5 separate regions of the Mus musculus genome follow, and all the other regions are linked to region 4. The links are chromatin contacts, called in public promoter capture Hi-C maps. All regions are on one chromosome and are shown on one strand. The core of a region is the stretch at or near the end of the contact, and the rest is flanking DNA. Distances in the headings are between cores, read along the strand shown.

Region 1 (2,700 bases), core at 36-2,535, 860 kb before region 4:
ATGAGAGCTGGGCTTAGTGGTACGGATCTTTAATCCCAGCAGTCAGGAAGCAGAGGTAGACAGATCTCTCTGTAGGTTTCAAGACAGCCTTGTCTGCTTGGTGAGTTTCAGGAGAGCCTGAGCTACCAAGACCCTCTGTCTTGAACAAACAAGAACAAACAAGTAAATAAACACAATGAGAAGTGTCCAATGAATGTGGAATAGTGGGAGTCTGGAACTTCAGTGGCATGGTGATTGCCCAGAGTCGTTAGTGTAGAAAGTTAATTCTCACGTTTTAGTGTGTAGGCCTTTCTCTACCCAGTAATTCTGTATTAAAGTCAGGGTTGAGAGAAAAAAAAAAATCTTACTTTCAATTTCTGCTAATAAATCCAAACCACATCCTCTAACCTTAAAATGCAGTGTGATTGGCAGGTTGTCATTGTGATATTTTACTAAGCACTGAATTGAGCTGCTTATGAACGTCTGTGGGGCTTTTCATTTGAGCTGAACCTAAATCTGATTTTTAAAAAACATGGCTCATAGAGCTTTTGTGTTCTTATGAGCCCTGGTAACCCCCTCTAGGGGCATCTCTCTCAGGCCGCTCAGTCCATTCACTGGGCGCGATACAAAGCGTTTTGTTCCTGTGCTCACACCAGCACGCCATCTCCCAAGGAGACGCTGAATGCCCACTAAGTCATGCTTTCCCATTACTCATTCCTCCTTTTCTCCCAAGGTGGCGTGTGGGAGGTGTTGTGCTGGGGTTCGACAAGAATAGGCTAGGAAGCTTTCTGCTGGATACACTCATGCCTGAGCGTGGTTCCGTTCCCACCGCGCCGGGCTCGGTGGCTTCACCGTTTGAGCTGTTTTTCTAAACGGACAATGACTCCACACTCGGCCGCTCCCACATAATCCCAGCTCTCCGGATGGCATCTGGACCGTCCAGTCCCGCCCGGTCACTGAGCCACTTTTTGTCCCCTTACGAAGCGGGTCATTCGGCTACACAGGCGCGGCTGCTACCCACTAACACCTTTCCGGGGGTCACCCGGGAGGGAACTCTGGACACCGGCTTCGCCCACCAGGCACGCCCGCACCCGCACCCGCATCGGCTCCCGTACCACCAGGGGGCGCTCGAGTGTCTCCGTCGCTCCGCCGGCACCTCCCGCCCCCTCTTCCAGCCACGCTTTACTATTGGTCATCTGTCTCAAGGTCTTCATCGCGATTGGTCACCTTCCGCGTCGGTCTCGGTTGCTGGGCGGGCCGAGGTGACGCTCGGCGCTCTAGCTCGGGGCGGTGTCCCGCGCCGGCGGCTTCGGGCGGAGTTTGGCGAGCAGCGTCGCGGTGTAGTCAGACGGCAGTGGTCCCGGGAGGCGACAGCTCGGATCCGGGCTTCTCTCTGTTCCTCCGCCGCATCCACAGCCGCGCCCCGGCCTCCCGCCAATCCTCGATGCAGAGCTGGGCGGCCGCGTGATGGGGCTGCGGAGCGGCGCCCTGCGGCTCGCGGCGGCCGCTGCCTGCGCTGAGGTGCGTCGGTGCCCGGCCTCCCGCGCCCCTGCGCGCCTCGGCGTCTTCTGACTCGGCCGGCTCGCCCGTCTGTCCGCAGCGCGGCTGAGGTGAGGAGGCTGAGGTGGGGCGGCCGAGGCGAGGTGGGCGGTGGTGCCGCGGCGCCGGTGTAGGGGGCCGCTCCCGCGGGAGGGACTCCCGGCCGGTGACGGGCCTGGAGGGGGCAAAGCGAGGAAGCGGCGCGGCCGGCCGGGGCTCTGGCTCCGCGGTGAGGAGCCTCGCCCTCCGTGGAGAGACCTGGCCGGCCGGCCGCGAGCGCCGGGCTTTGGTCCAGCGGCCTGCCGGTCCCCTGCAGTGCCCTGCACCAGCCCTCCGCTTCCCCTGGGCTGCCAGGCCCCGCTCTGTCCGCGGGCCAGCAGATCGGTCGCTGTCCCGCCGTATGTGCGCACATTGCAGCTCTGAGGAGCCAGCCGATCTCTCCCCCCTCATCTGCTCTCTCACCCCCTATTGTGGTTGGCATCAGGGTTCCAACCGGGAATGTGGCAATGCCCCTGAGCCCGATGAAGGTAGGAAAGGGCATCCGACAGAGCGGAGGGCGCAAGGGCTGGACGGAGGAAGCGATGCAGAGGGAGGGGGCTTGTTGGATGCTGGCCAGATGGGAGGAAGGCTGGTGTGGGCTCGACGTTCAGCCGACCAGGATCACTCTGGCAGCCATATTGGGAGGATGATCTGACAAATCCTTTAGGAGCCAAGTCCGGTTGCTGGTAGGCACCGAGTGACAGCCCTGGCAGCTTTCAGGGTGACTGGCCGCACCAGAAGCCAAGTTGTGGGGGTTGGGAGGCCACTCAGAGCAAGCTAGTCATTGTTCATGCAACGCAAACCCTCACCGACTGGAAATGCAAAATTGAGCTCCCAAATCACTTTTTCTCTTTGGTGAATTGCTATATGAGCCTTCAGGGTAAACTGGCTTGAAGATTCCATTCTTGTTGGGGTGAAATTCTGTGTTTCTGTCCTTATCATCGCAATCCACCGCTGCTTTGGCCCTCGAAGGCCTGTTGATGTTTAAGGCCACTTTACCATATTGGAGGCTCTTGGCGTATTGCATGGCGTGCATAGATTTGCATAGTATCTCTTCGTGCAGAGATTAGGGAAAGTGGAATAAACTGGTAGCAGAGAAGACTTGCAGCAGTATCTCGGAGGATGCAGGTTGTCATCTTTGTG
Region 2 (3,053 bases), core at 204-2,703, 540 kb after region 4:
CGGCGTGCTGATTTACCTCTGAGGCTGTTTGTGGCATGACTGTACCCTGGCTATAGGGCAGTGCCAATCGGTAGAAAGCATAACATGGCAGCTAGGTGTGTCAGTGAGATGACTACAGTCCTAGCCCTTGGGAGGCAGAGTAAAAAGATCATCAATTCAAGGCTGGTTTGGGCTACATAGTGGGAAGCCTGCCCCCAAACAAACAAAAGCAAGGTCGCATGGGCCACAGACACAGTTAAAATATTCAGCTAGCCATATTATCTGCTTTTAAATACTTGGCTTGTTGTTTTTATTTAATGTGTATGGGATGCTGCCTGCATGTATGGAAGTGTATCAGAAGTGTGCCTGGTTCCCCCTGGAAGACAGAGAGGACACTGGATCCCCTGAATTGTAGTTACCGATGTGAGCTAACATGTAGGTGTTGGGTCCTCTGTAAAAGCCATCTCTCTAGGCCCCAACCATATTCATTTATCGTGTGTGGTTGATGTACACGTGCCCTGGCTCTTGTACGGAGGTTAGAGGACAACATTTTATGAGCAGGTTCTTTCCTTCCACCGTGTGGGTTCCTGGAGATGGAACTCAAGCTGTCAGGCTTGGTAGCAGCCATTTATACCTACTGAGCCTTTTTTGTGACCGCCACTATTAGCTCTACTTTTAGAAGTAAGAAGAAACGGGGTGGGGGGGGCGATTTAATTAAGATAATGTATTTCATTTAGCCCAGTTTATCCAAAGCTATAACAACACATCAATATAAAATTACTAATAAGGTAGTTTGCATTTCTTTTTATATTAAACATTGGGGCATTTCTCAGTTTGTAGCAGCTGCATTTCAGGGTCTCAGTAGCTACAAGTGGCTGGTGGGTGTTACTACAGAGCCCAGGCTTGGAGCCCTCCCAGCTTGGGGTCCAATGCAGTATCCCAGTTCTTGGAACAAAATGAGGGGCCAGTGAATGGCATGTGAGGTTGGATAATCATGTCCTGAATGTCCTGGGACTGAGTGAAAATTAAAAACTGCATGTTAGATAGCCAGTGCAATGACTGTCACCTAGTAGCTGCCTGATGCGTTGTGGCTGCTGTTTAGTTGCCTCAAAGGCAACTGAAGGACAATTACTTCACCCTAACGGTCTGTTTGTTCCCTTTGAAGACACTCGGATTATGAAATGCGAGTCTGGATTTCAAAACTGACAGGTGTTATACAGGGTCAAATTCTGGAGCAGCAACAACAAAAAAGGCGCAACAACAAAAAAGGCGCACGCAAACCTCTAATCGGTACCCTTGTCGTGTCCTGCCCGCTCCCCTCCCCGCCGTCCACCCTCTCCCCTCCCCCAACCCCCGTCCCGTTCTCCCACCCCTCCAACCCCTGCTTGACAGCTCGAGGCTCCGCCCTACCCCACCCTGACGGACGCTGATCCAAACTACAACTCCCATGACGCGCTGGGAGCCCCACCCTACAGCTTACGTCATCTGCACGAGACACGGGACGGTTACCAGGCACGCGGGGGCTCCTTTTGGAGCGCGGAGTTCCTAGACACTGTGGTATAGGAGTGGTAAGGTTGAGGTGACAGCGTTCAGAGGCCATCGGCTCGTCCGGGCTGCAGCGGGGCGAGTGACGAGCGCAGCCCCCTCCCCTCCCGCTTCTCTCGGTGTGGCGCCGGCTAGTGACGTGTTGGGTGTGATGGCCGCCGCGAGGCCGGGAAGGTGAAGGTGAGAGGGCGAGCGCGCCGGGGTGGTGGAACCGGCAGGCCCGGGCCGGGAGAGTCCTGAGCCACCCGGCTTAGGACGCTGGGCCTCTGGGGCCTCTGGGCCTCGGGCTCAGGCTCGGGTCACACGGGCGTTTCCCCTGCTGCGGCCTCGCCGTCAAGCCCTGCTCGGCTCTGAGGAGGGGGCGGGCCACCGGACTGAAGGCTGGGAGGTGGGCTCCTCCTCGCAGCTCCCCACACCCTGATGTCTCAGCCCTGTGATCTCCATTCAAGGTCCCTGACCCATTCCCGGTTTTCATCCAGTACTTTTCTTTTTTTGCCAGCATTTTTTTTTTTTCAGCACCCGGTTCACTGTACCCCACTTACGGTGGAAGTCTTTTTACTTATATGCCTTTTCATTGCACCGTTAAGACTCTGAGGGTTGGAGCTATTCTTAATCCGTCCCTGACCCTAGCACCTAACACATTGAAAGGCCACAGTGAATACTGAAAAAGATAGCTGTTTGGAAGGAGAAAGGCAACACTACTGGCCTCCATCTCTTGTAGTACTTTTCTATCCTGTTTTCTAGCTTTGCCAATCATCTCTCCCTTCGTCAGAAAAGGACTCTTGATTGTCCCCTTTTTGTCTTAGGTAGGAAAACACAAGTGAGCTTTGGAGTCACAGCTAGTGTAGTTTGGTGTCTAGCTTGGCTGCTTGGCTCTATACATCTTCCTAGTACTGTAGAGACCAAGTTTGCTCCATAGACTTGAGAATGGAAGGAGAGACTTTACAGTAGCAGGGATACTCTGGCCTTTGTCAGGTCTATTTTTCTTCCTCTCCTCTCCACTCCCCTTCCACTTCTAGTTGGCAGTTCCCCAGTCCTGAAGGCCAGGCCTTGGCCTGATTCAGCTCCCTTCTCTCTCTGGCTGTGTCTTAGCGAGGACCTCTTTGGTGCCTTGCATTAGCACATGGCTTAATATATTAGCACACGGCTAATGTGTTTGTCTCATTGTCATTGTTATTGTCTCCTCCCCCTCCACACACACACTTCCTCACCTGCTTCCTCAACACCGCAATGAGTAAGCTTCCCTCAGGGATGAGTTAGTTTGGCTTTAACACCTGATTAAACATATTTTGCATTTTCTTTCCTGGTGGCCCAGTGACCTCTGCCTTTTTCCTTTCCAGAAGCTTGGACAGGTGGAGTCAACACCATCAGGGGCCAACCTGGACCTGAATCAGCACAGAGGAGACCTCGAGTCCTTTTCATCTTTCTGACTCCAGCCATGTCCACGATGCCCAACCTGTGAAGGTCTCTTACCAGCTAGAAAGTAAGTGAGAGCTGTGGTTTGGCCACCATGGATCTAGATGAAGAGC
Region 3 (2,971 bases), core at 199-2,698, 600 kb after region 4:
CTCTCTCCAGGGTTTCTTTCCCTTTGTATCCCTAGAATTTGTTCCAGGTTGTTCTAGAATTAGTTCTGGGGACCAGACTGGCCTCAACCTGAGTGAGTGATCTGCTACCACTGTTTCATAGTGCTGGAGTTAAAGGCATGTACCATCATATGCTGCTAAACTAGCCTATCACTTCCAACCCAGTCTCTCCTGCAAGGAGGACTGACCAGTCAGAACTCTCCGATTCTAATTTCTGCCCCGAGGAATGGCAGCCTTTTTCCTTCTCCAAGCTTGTGATTCCTGGGACAATTGCAGTTTCAGCCATCCTAGGAAGCCATCCTCAGCCCTCAGGTGCTGGCCACAGGGAAATCCCTGGTCACCCACAGCCCTTCTTCCTCTCTATGGACAGAACTCTGAGTCCTAAAAAGGTAAGAAGATGCATCCTCCATGTGTTCACAGAGAGGCAAAGGCAAAAAGCCTGGGGAATGTTCAACAAGGATGAACTCAGTGGCTTATCTTTTATGGGACGATCTTGAGTTTAGAACAGGCTAGAGCACAGGAAGGAAGAGCTGAGGAGGGTCTCCACATCTCCCCCATTGCAGACATTTCCTAGTTATAATGTCCAGCGTACAACCTTCCATGCGACTACCATGATTTCACAGGAAGCCAGTAAAGTCATTCACACTTTGGCCAAGCCTTGACTCTTCCACAGGCTGGCACTACAAGGTTCCTTTCTGCAGTCCTGGCTGTTCTAGAATTCTCTCTATAGATCAAGTTGGCCTCAAGGTCAAGCGATCCCTCTACCTATGCTAAACCATGTCTGCCTTCATTTCTCGTTCTTGATGCTGGACAGAGACCCCATCACTCCTCCATCATGTATTGTCGCTGAGGCCATTTCAGGTTTAACTAGAATTTGATTTCCTTGATCAAGAATTCTAGGAAAATTACTCAACTCCACTTCTAGGAACCCAAGGTCAGGATATCCTTGCTAACTTATCTCAACCTGTTTGTGCTGGAACCCCCTCTGGCTAACTGCTTATCTTAGCTTCTACTAGAGACTGCTTGTTTCTGTGAGGATTCTACTTTGGTTGCCAGATGTAAAAATCTGGAGCTAGGGCACTCAGTGCCCTCGGCAGCTCAGCTCACTCTCCAGTGTACGTATTGAAGAGAGACTGTGGGGTAGAGTTATCGTCCTATGAACCTCTGTACGCTAATCCTGATTTTTGCTGGAAATAGACCAACTCAACAATTTTGAACCAAATTTAAAGCAGGCATTTATTAAATATTAAATACTGACCAAGAGACAGACCTGGGTCAGTAAAATTCCCCCGGAATTTGCCAGCGCGAACGGCCTCAGTCACGTGTTACAGCGGTTTCTTTTTAGATATTCAACTAGACCACCGTACTTTCCCATGAGCCTTTGTTATTTCCAAAGAACTACAATTCCCAGCATTCCAGGAACTTACGTAGTTCCGGGGCAGAGGAGGCTTCCAGGTTAATTTTGAGAATTACAGATGCAAGCTCTCCACCTTGATTTCAGGAGGAAGAAGGGGAAGTTAGTAGTGGGTGGTCTGAGGGACGCTCAGGCAAGGTCCTAAGTCTCGACATGGTGAGTACAGGGTCACTGCCCATATCGGGGAGGAGCAGGCGGATGAACCTGGGGAGCTGGTGTGGTGGGTTCTCCTCGGGACTGGGTGGTAAGCGGAGGCCAGATGTGGCCACCTGTGGGGTCTGTTTTAGTTCTAGTCATTCCCTGGACCCGGTAGTGGGCTCTGAATAACGTCACTATCCGGACTGCTTCTGCGCCAAGCATTTGGAGTAAGGACTTGTGTGCAGGATCATCCTTGGCAAGATGCCAAACTCGAAGAGACCTGGTTTCTCACAGTATCTTCTACAACTTTTTTCCTTTAGCATTTAACGTTTAGTTGTAAGGTCCATTTGGAGTTCATTTTGTGGCGGTTGTAAAAGGTGTCTCACGTGTTGGGTAACACTACAATGTTAATCTGTGATGTAGAAGAATAGGATTTATGATGTAAAGGAATTGCAGTGCTTAGGAGAGGGTAAGTCACACCACATAGAATTTAGATAAGTGAGGATGCCATCTAAAACACCCTACAGATGGGTACTATGCTAACCATGTCTGTTAGATAGGATGCTAGGATACACATTTTTGTTCACTAGGATTGTCCAGAAATATGGCTGAAGAGCAGAACAAAGGAGACAAACCAGATTTACAACCAGCTGCTAGGCCATTCCCATTGATAAGTTATTTGTTCTCTGCTGCTCAAATGAGCCAGTTCAAGCCAGCTTGGATTATATTAAATGTCAGTTTATTGGGAAGCCGCTCTTGTTCACTGGCCCCAAGGACCGAGGTCAAGGAAGTTACCATGGTGAGAGAGGGAGGCAGAGAAAGAGAAAGCAGGCAGGGGACAGAGAGAATAGGAGAAAAAGAGAAAGTGAGAAGAGAGCAAGAGAGAGAGAGAGAGAGAGAGAGAGAGAGAGAGAGAGAGAGAGAGAGAGAGAGAGAGAGAGAGATTGCAACATGAGCAAGACTACACTGTTGTCAATTTCTTGCAAAGGAACAACTCTGTAGTGTTGAGGGCTGTTTTTTTTTTTTTTTTTCAAGTAAGGCTTTCCATGTGATGGGGGGGGGTGGGGAGAGAGAGAGAGAGAGAGAGAGAGAGAGAGAGAGAGAGAGAAAGATTTTGAATTAGTCAGTGTGGAGAGGAGTTTTGAGTCAGAACAGCTGAGTTGACCAGCCAGCAAGAGTTCAGGAAAATCTAGGAAAGGCGAGCTTATTCAGCAGTAAATCTCTGAAGCTGGGATTGTCCAGAGACTAGAAACCTTCAGGACTAGGCTAGGTAAATAGGCTGAGTCAGTAAGCCTCAGAGAAGACAGTTACCTCAGGTGAATAAAATCATTTATACAGAGCTCCTTCTCTAAAGCAAGGATATATGCTTGGGAAAGCTGGTAATGGTCTGCAGCCAGGACC
Region 4 (2,836 bases), core at 119-2,618:
TTATTTTTTAAAATTCACTTTACATCCCCATCGCAGCATCCCCTCCCTCCAACATTTCAACTCTCGTTGAGTACCAGCTGTTCTTTCACAGGACTCAGGGGCAGTTCCCACGTTAGGATGTTCACAAAAGCCTGCAGGGTGTAGGGTTGGGATGTAGCTCAGATAGTAGATTATCTGCCTAGCATGTGGAATCCCCAGCACCCCATAAAACCAAGTGTGGGTGAATGCTTGTAATTCCAGCACTCAGGGAGTTGGAGGAGATTCAAGGTTGGATCAAAATTTCAAGGTCATTATGGGCTACATTGCCAATTTCTAGCCAGCCTGAGCTATATAGGCCCCTGCCATTTTATTATTGGATTTTTTATGAATAGGTGTTTTGCCTGTATATATGTATATCTAGTGTGATCTTCTTGCATGTATGCATGCCTGGTGCCTTTAAAGGCCAGAATAGGGGGTCAGATCCCCTGGAACTGGAGATACAAGCAGTTGTGAGCTCTTGGGGGTGCTAGGAATCAAACCCTGTTCTTTGGAAGGGCAGCTAATGCTCTTAACCGCTGAGCCATCAGTCCTGGCCCTGTCTCCAGAAACAAAGCAAAAAACCATGTAGGTCTTTACATCTTAGTACACAGAAAGCTTCCTACTTCTTTTTCTTCCAGCTATACATACATGTTCCATCACATAGTACCGCATTTTCTTTTCCAAGCTCTTGGCTTATGAACACTTCTCTTTTCTTCTTTCGGTCTCTCCTCTCTTCCCTTCCATTTCCTTTCCTTTCTCCTTCCCTTCCCTCTTCTCCATCTCCTTTTTGCAGGGTGGTGGTGGCACACACCTTTAATCTTACTCAGCTCCTGGGAGGCAGAGGCAGGTAAATCTGAGTTCGTGGCCAGCCTGGTCTACAGCGTGAGTTCCAGGACAGCCAGGGCTACATACACTGAGAAACTTTGTCTTGAAAACCGAAAACCAAACAAAAAGATAATCTCACGAAGCTTGAGTTGGCTTCAAACTCACTATATAATAAGGGATGTCCTTGAATTCTCTTCCTGTCGTCGTCTCCCAAGTTCTAGGGCCATAAGGATGCACCACCAGCCCAGCAATGCGCACAATACTTTCAACGTAGGATGTATTGGGGTAACCACAAATGAGTCTTATTTCTTATTTCAGTAAGTGAACCTGCCCAGTATAACGCAAAGCGACACGCCCTGAAATCCCAGGAGGGCTAAACAGCTGCTTCTTTCCAGTGACTTGCTTTTAGCTAATTTGTTGAACCTGGGCTCTGGCCTTTGACCACACCCCTCTCCGACCACGCCCCTCGCCGGCCTTCACCGGGCCCTGCCCGCCCCAGGTCCGAGTTTCCGGGCCGGCCTCCTGAGGCCGACGCACAAGATGGCGGCGCCGTCCGCCCGATAGGGGTTGCGGGCTGAGGCGGGTTATTGAGTTGTGGCACGGGGGAAGCGACCCCAGACAGGCTTCGCTCAGGTGACAGGTGGGCGGGCAGCGCCGCTGGCCCCGTGGCGGTGCATGGCCTGGTTGCTGTCTTCAGTTTTCCCCGCCTCCCAAACCCTGACCGGGGGCGGAACCAGAGAAAGGTCAGGCCAGGCTGTCCCGCCTGTCTCCGTCCTGGGGCGGTCCCCTTGAGTGGCTCACTTTTAGAATTGACTTTAGCCACGTGTAGCTTCCATGGCTGCGGTACAGGCCCCGGGGGAGAAGATTAATATCCTGGCAGGAGAGACAGCCAAGGTCGGGGACCCGCAGAAGAACGAATGGCCCGAGCAGGACAGGCTTCCCGAACGATCCTGGAGGCACAAGTGCGCCTCCTACGTGTTGGCCCTGAGGCCCTGGAGCTTCAGTGCCTCACTCACCCCTGTGGCCCTGGGCAGTGCCTTGGCCTACAGGTCTCAGGGTGTCCTGGATCCCAGGCTGTTGTTGGGTTGTGCAGTGGCTGTCCTGGCTGTACACGGGGCCGGCAATTTGGTCAACACATACTATGACTTTTCCAAGGGCATTGACCACAAAAAGAGTGATGACAGAACTTTGGTGGACAGAATTCTGGAGCCCCAGGATGTTGTTCGATTTGGAGTCTTCCTCTACACCTTGGGCTGCGTCTGTGCTGCTTGCCTCTACTACCTGTCCGCTCTGAAATTGGAACACTTGGCTCTCATCTACTTCGGAGGCCTGTCTGGCTCCTTTCTCTACACAGGAGGTAAGAATTGGCCTGTTTCCTGCTCTAAGGTCCCAGTTGCCTAAACTGGAAACTGCTACCTTCCATAGGAATGGTAGACGTGTCAAAGACGCCTTACTAAAGTAGGCCACTTGACTGGAAATCCAAAATGTGTGTATCGTGGATACTTTGAAACCTTAAGTTGTGAAAATACTGGTTTGGCAGTGGATTATGAACACTGCTCCCCCGATGGAGACATGGCTTAGCCTTTAAGATCTCTTACTGTGGGCTGGAGACCCCCCTACAGTTGGCTTAGTGGTTAAGAGCACAGGCTGCTCTTCCACAGGTCCTGAGTTCAATTCCCAGCAACCACATGGTGGCTCACAGCCATCTGTAATGGGATCTGATTCCCTCTTCTGGCATGCAGGCTTACAGTGCAAACAGAGCATTCATGTACATAAAATACAGAAATAAATAAATGTTCATACTTACCTGGCAAGGGAGATGCCATGATCTCAAAGGTGGTTTTCCTGGCCAAGACTTCTCTATTGTACTCCAATATGCTGACCCCTGTGATTTCCCCAAAGGTGGGAAACTCAACTGCACTATATATAAAACTGCTTTTATAGAGGACCCATGTTCTGTTCCCAGCACCCATGTTGGGTGCCTGACAAACAT
Region 5 (2,794 bases), core at 25-2,524, 580 kb after region 4:
AGTAGGCCATCTCTGGACCCATGCTTCAGCCAACCAATCAAACAAACTCTTCACACCATTATCTTCAACAGTGCGGGCTATGACATTAAACTCACTATCAAGGCTCAAAGGACCTAAACTGAGAAATTCAATCTGATCCAGTATTGTGAGCCTCCCACCATTATCCCACACCCTTAAAATCCATTTCCTAGCATGTTCCTTTGCCTTTTGGCGATTTGAGTGAGCAAGTGAATTGAGTTCATGATTAGTATGGCGGTGTTTCTGACTTGTAAGGTCAGACAGAGACTTGGGTCTGGTGACAGGTTCAGAAGTAACTAAGGATGTTGAAGACTGGATCTGAGGGGCATCTGCTTTGTCCTGCTGGGTGCGTTCTTTAGACAAGGCATAACCACTTTCCTCAGACAAGGATGGAGAGGCCAAGACAGTGGGCAACTCAGCTTCCTCAGACCCTTCAGAATCTATGTCCTCCCACACATCTCCATCCCAGGTTACCGGATCCCATTCTTTACCAATCAGTGCCCTCACCTTATCTGCAGACACTTTCCGGGCAGGCTGACACATGACCTGGGATTGCACATCAGCTAACCTCACAATGAGGGCTTCAGTCTGTTTTTCCCCAACTTCAATCCTGTGGCGGTAGGAAAGAAGAGTCTCCCCCAGGACACACTTAGAAGCCTTTAGATCATTTATGTGCATTCGGAGCTGGGAAATTTCATCTCTGAATTGGTCCCTTTCCTTTGTTACTTTATCCAGAAATGCCAGAAGCAGCTCGCCAACTGCGTCATAGTCCCTAATCTTGCAGAAATGTTCAAAAGTATGGTACACAGAGTCATTAAGTTCCTTACCGCTCGAAAAGGATGAATCGGGGAGATCGGCCACATTTATCTTCTGCAGCAGCTCACGCCATGGGTTAACAGTGTCATTATCCGGAGAGTCATTATCCGGAGAGTCCTCGGCAAGTTCAGGTTTGAAGAGCCAGCTCGAGAAACCAGCAAGCGCACGTGGGAAATTCATCTTCAGACTTTTGTTTCCCTAGAACTCGGCTACTGCGTCCTACAAGCCTCGGATCCAAATTCCAGTTCGTCCCTGGCAAAAGCACTCTGGGGAGTTGCTAGTGTGGGGTCCGCGTGAAAAGGTCAAAGTTGCCGGAGTCTCTAGCCCCACCTATCCACTGCCATTAGAGACTTTACATCCGGAAATTGCGTAACCGAGTACTACTGACCAACCAGAGCCTGTCCTCAATTTGAATTGGTAGAATTAGCATTAACAGTTAACCAATCAGCAATGAGGTCCCATTAGCCCCTCCTTTCCATATTGAAACTGCCGCTTCCGGATGCGAAGAAACAAATATAAGGCGTCCTGGCACTGTCAATTGGCCGAGCAGGACAGCGGCGGAGGCCCCGCCCCAGCCTTAGCCAATTAGGACAACCACTGGAGGTTCCGCCCCTGCTGGAGGCGGATTCCCCGGCTGCTGGGAATCTGGGCTTTCGGGCGGAGAGCGTTGGCGTCCTTTTATCCATGGCAGCCGCTGATCTCGGGACCACAGAGGCGTGCCTTCGTCCCGCTAGACCGGTAGAGAAGGGGCAAGCGCCTAGGCCCCGGTGTGCACCCTGCCTGAGTGCGCGTGAGTGAGATGCTGGGGTCTTCTCTGCTCGCCCCCTGCAGCCTGCTCCGAAACCCAAGTCTCCAGGGGCCTGTAGGGTGGCAGGGCTGGGAAGGATAGGGGGGTCTGATTCGGCTGGAGGAGTCTGGGCTGGGGTTGTAAGAGAAGTGGGAAGTGCTTCTTTATATTGCAGACATCTCTTCCAGAAGCAAAAGAAAGTGTCTGGAGAGACGGCTCAGTGCTCTTAACCACTGAGTTCAATTCCCAGCAACCACATGGTGGCTCACAACCATCAGTAATGGAATCCTACGCCTTCTTCTGGTGTGTCCGAACAAATAAATAAATCTTTGAGAAAGAGAGAGAGAGAGAGAGAGAGAGAGAGAGAGAGCCCCTGAGTATAATTTTTGAGGACCAAAGCTGGCCGGAGAAGGGGTGGGGGTGGGGTTTGTGTCCCAGTCAGGGCCATGCTTTCCTCCGTGCAGACCCTTCATAGGGAGTCATGTGTCAACAAAGGTTTATTTGCCCCAGAGCACAGCCAACAGAACAGAGAAACGATTCCACCCAAGTGTGGCTGGGTGAACCAAGGAGTGTACGTATTGGGGTCATGACCCAAAGGCAGCTACATCACTGACAGTCCCACCGAGCACGGGTTCTGATCCACCCCCGCGCAGCTTTCAGGCAGCTCCATCTGAGAATGCTCTCCCCTGGACATAGTTTAAATCAACCTTGTGGAGGGAGCTCTAGGAATTTGCAGCCTTCTGAAGAGATTCTCTCCTCCCACCATCAGGGAGAAGTTTGAAAGTCAGGGGAAGTAGCCACTGCACAACAAGCAGGAACCTACATTTTGGTTCAAACCCTGCTTTTGACATTTAGTAGCTGTGTGACCTTGGGATATACATGCAAATTAAAGAAAGGAAGAAAGAAAGAAAGAAAAGCAAAGAAATGAATTGACCAGGAGAAGACTTGTGGCAGAGAAAAAGGCTTAATGCTTCCAGTTCTGGGTTCAGTGCCAGCTCCAGATAGTATGAGACCCCGACTTAGAGCGTTTCTCCCTGGAAGGTAAAGCCCCTAGACGTTCCCCAAGCTTGTTTTCCCTGATCTCTAAAAATGCAGCCAGAAAAAAGCTCTTTGTTCTCTATAGCCAGCAAAAAGCCTTTTTGTTTCTATACTTTACAACCAGAGATGCCTACC

What was found. Promoter capture Hi-C pulls out the DNA fragments that hold promoters and counts their contacts.
Region 1: a contact with region 4 is called in a promoter capture Hi-C map of liver, with 3 times the contacts expected there. The contact joins the promoter of Kif1b here to the promoter of Ubiad1 in region 4. A contact is called at or near these places in 6 of 39 promoter capture datasets (hippocampal neurons, liver, neutrophils and 2 more).
Region 2: a promoter capture Hi-C map of hematopoietic stem and progenitor cells shows a contact between it and region 4. The contact joins the promoter of Mfn2 here to the promoter of Ubiad1 in region 4. A contact is called at or near these places in 9 of 39 promoter capture datasets (the C10 cell line, the HPC-7 cell line, erythroid cells and 5 more), 2 of 484 Hi-C or Micro-C datasets (CD4 T cells and LSK cells), 2 of 115 datasets of contacts at active chromatin or transcription factors (bone marrow-derived macrophages and embryonic stem cells) and 1 of 9 other capture datasets (liver).
Region 3: a promoter capture Hi-C map of neutrophils shows a contact between it and region 4. The contact joins the promoter of Zfp933 here to the promoter of Ubiad1 in region 4. A contact is called at or near these places in 5 of 39 promoter capture datasets (the C10 cell line, liver, neural stem cells and 2 more) and 1 of 9 other capture datasets (adipose tissue).
Region 5: a contact with region 4 is called in a promoter capture Hi-C map of pre-B cells, with 2.6 times the contacts expected there. The contact joins the promoter of Miip here to the promoter of Ubiad1 in region 4. A contact is called at or near these places in 4 of 39 promoter capture datasets (hematopoietic stem and progenitor cells, liver and pre-B cells), 2 of 484 Hi-C or Micro-C datasets (CD4 T cells and muscle stem cells) and 1 of 9 other capture datasets (adipose tissue).

What each region holds. Positions count from the first base shown.
Region 1 is chr4:149,306,318-149,309,017 of GRCm38.p6, reverse strand. It overlaps Kif1b (kinesin family member 1B), which reads left to right and starts at 1,285. Exons shown (of 49, transcript NM_001290995.1): 1 at 1,285-1,589.
Region 2 is chr4:147,903,309-147,906,361 of GRCm38.p6, reverse strand. Mfn2 (mitofusin 2) reads left to right here and starts at 1,453. Exons shown (of 19, transcript NM_133201.3): 1 at 1,453-1,704; 2 at 2,865-3,007.
Region 3 is chr4:147,846,895-147,849,865 of GRCm38.p6, reverse strand. It overlaps Zfp933 (zinc finger protein 933), which reads left to right and starts at 1,448. Exons shown (of 4, transcript NM_198619.3): 1 at 1,448-1,588. The coding sequence starts at 1,586.
Region 4 is chr4:148,443,292-148,446,127 of GRCm38.p6, reverse strand. It overlaps Ubiad1 (UbiA prenyltransferase domain containing 1), which reads left to right and starts at 1,368. Exons shown (of 2, transcript NM_027873.3): 1 at 1,368-2,200. The coding sequence starts at 1,678. It also overlaps the pseudogene Gm23303.
Region 5 is chr4:147,867,199-147,869,992 of GRCm38.p6, reverse strand. Miip (migration and invasion inhibitory protein) reads left to right here and starts at 1,274. Exons shown (of 10, transcript NM_001025365.2): 1 at 1,274-1,624. It overlaps Fv1 (Friend virus susceptibility 1), which reads right to left and starts at 1,014. Exons shown (of 1, transcript NM_010244.3): 1 at 1-1,014. The coding sequence starts at 1,014.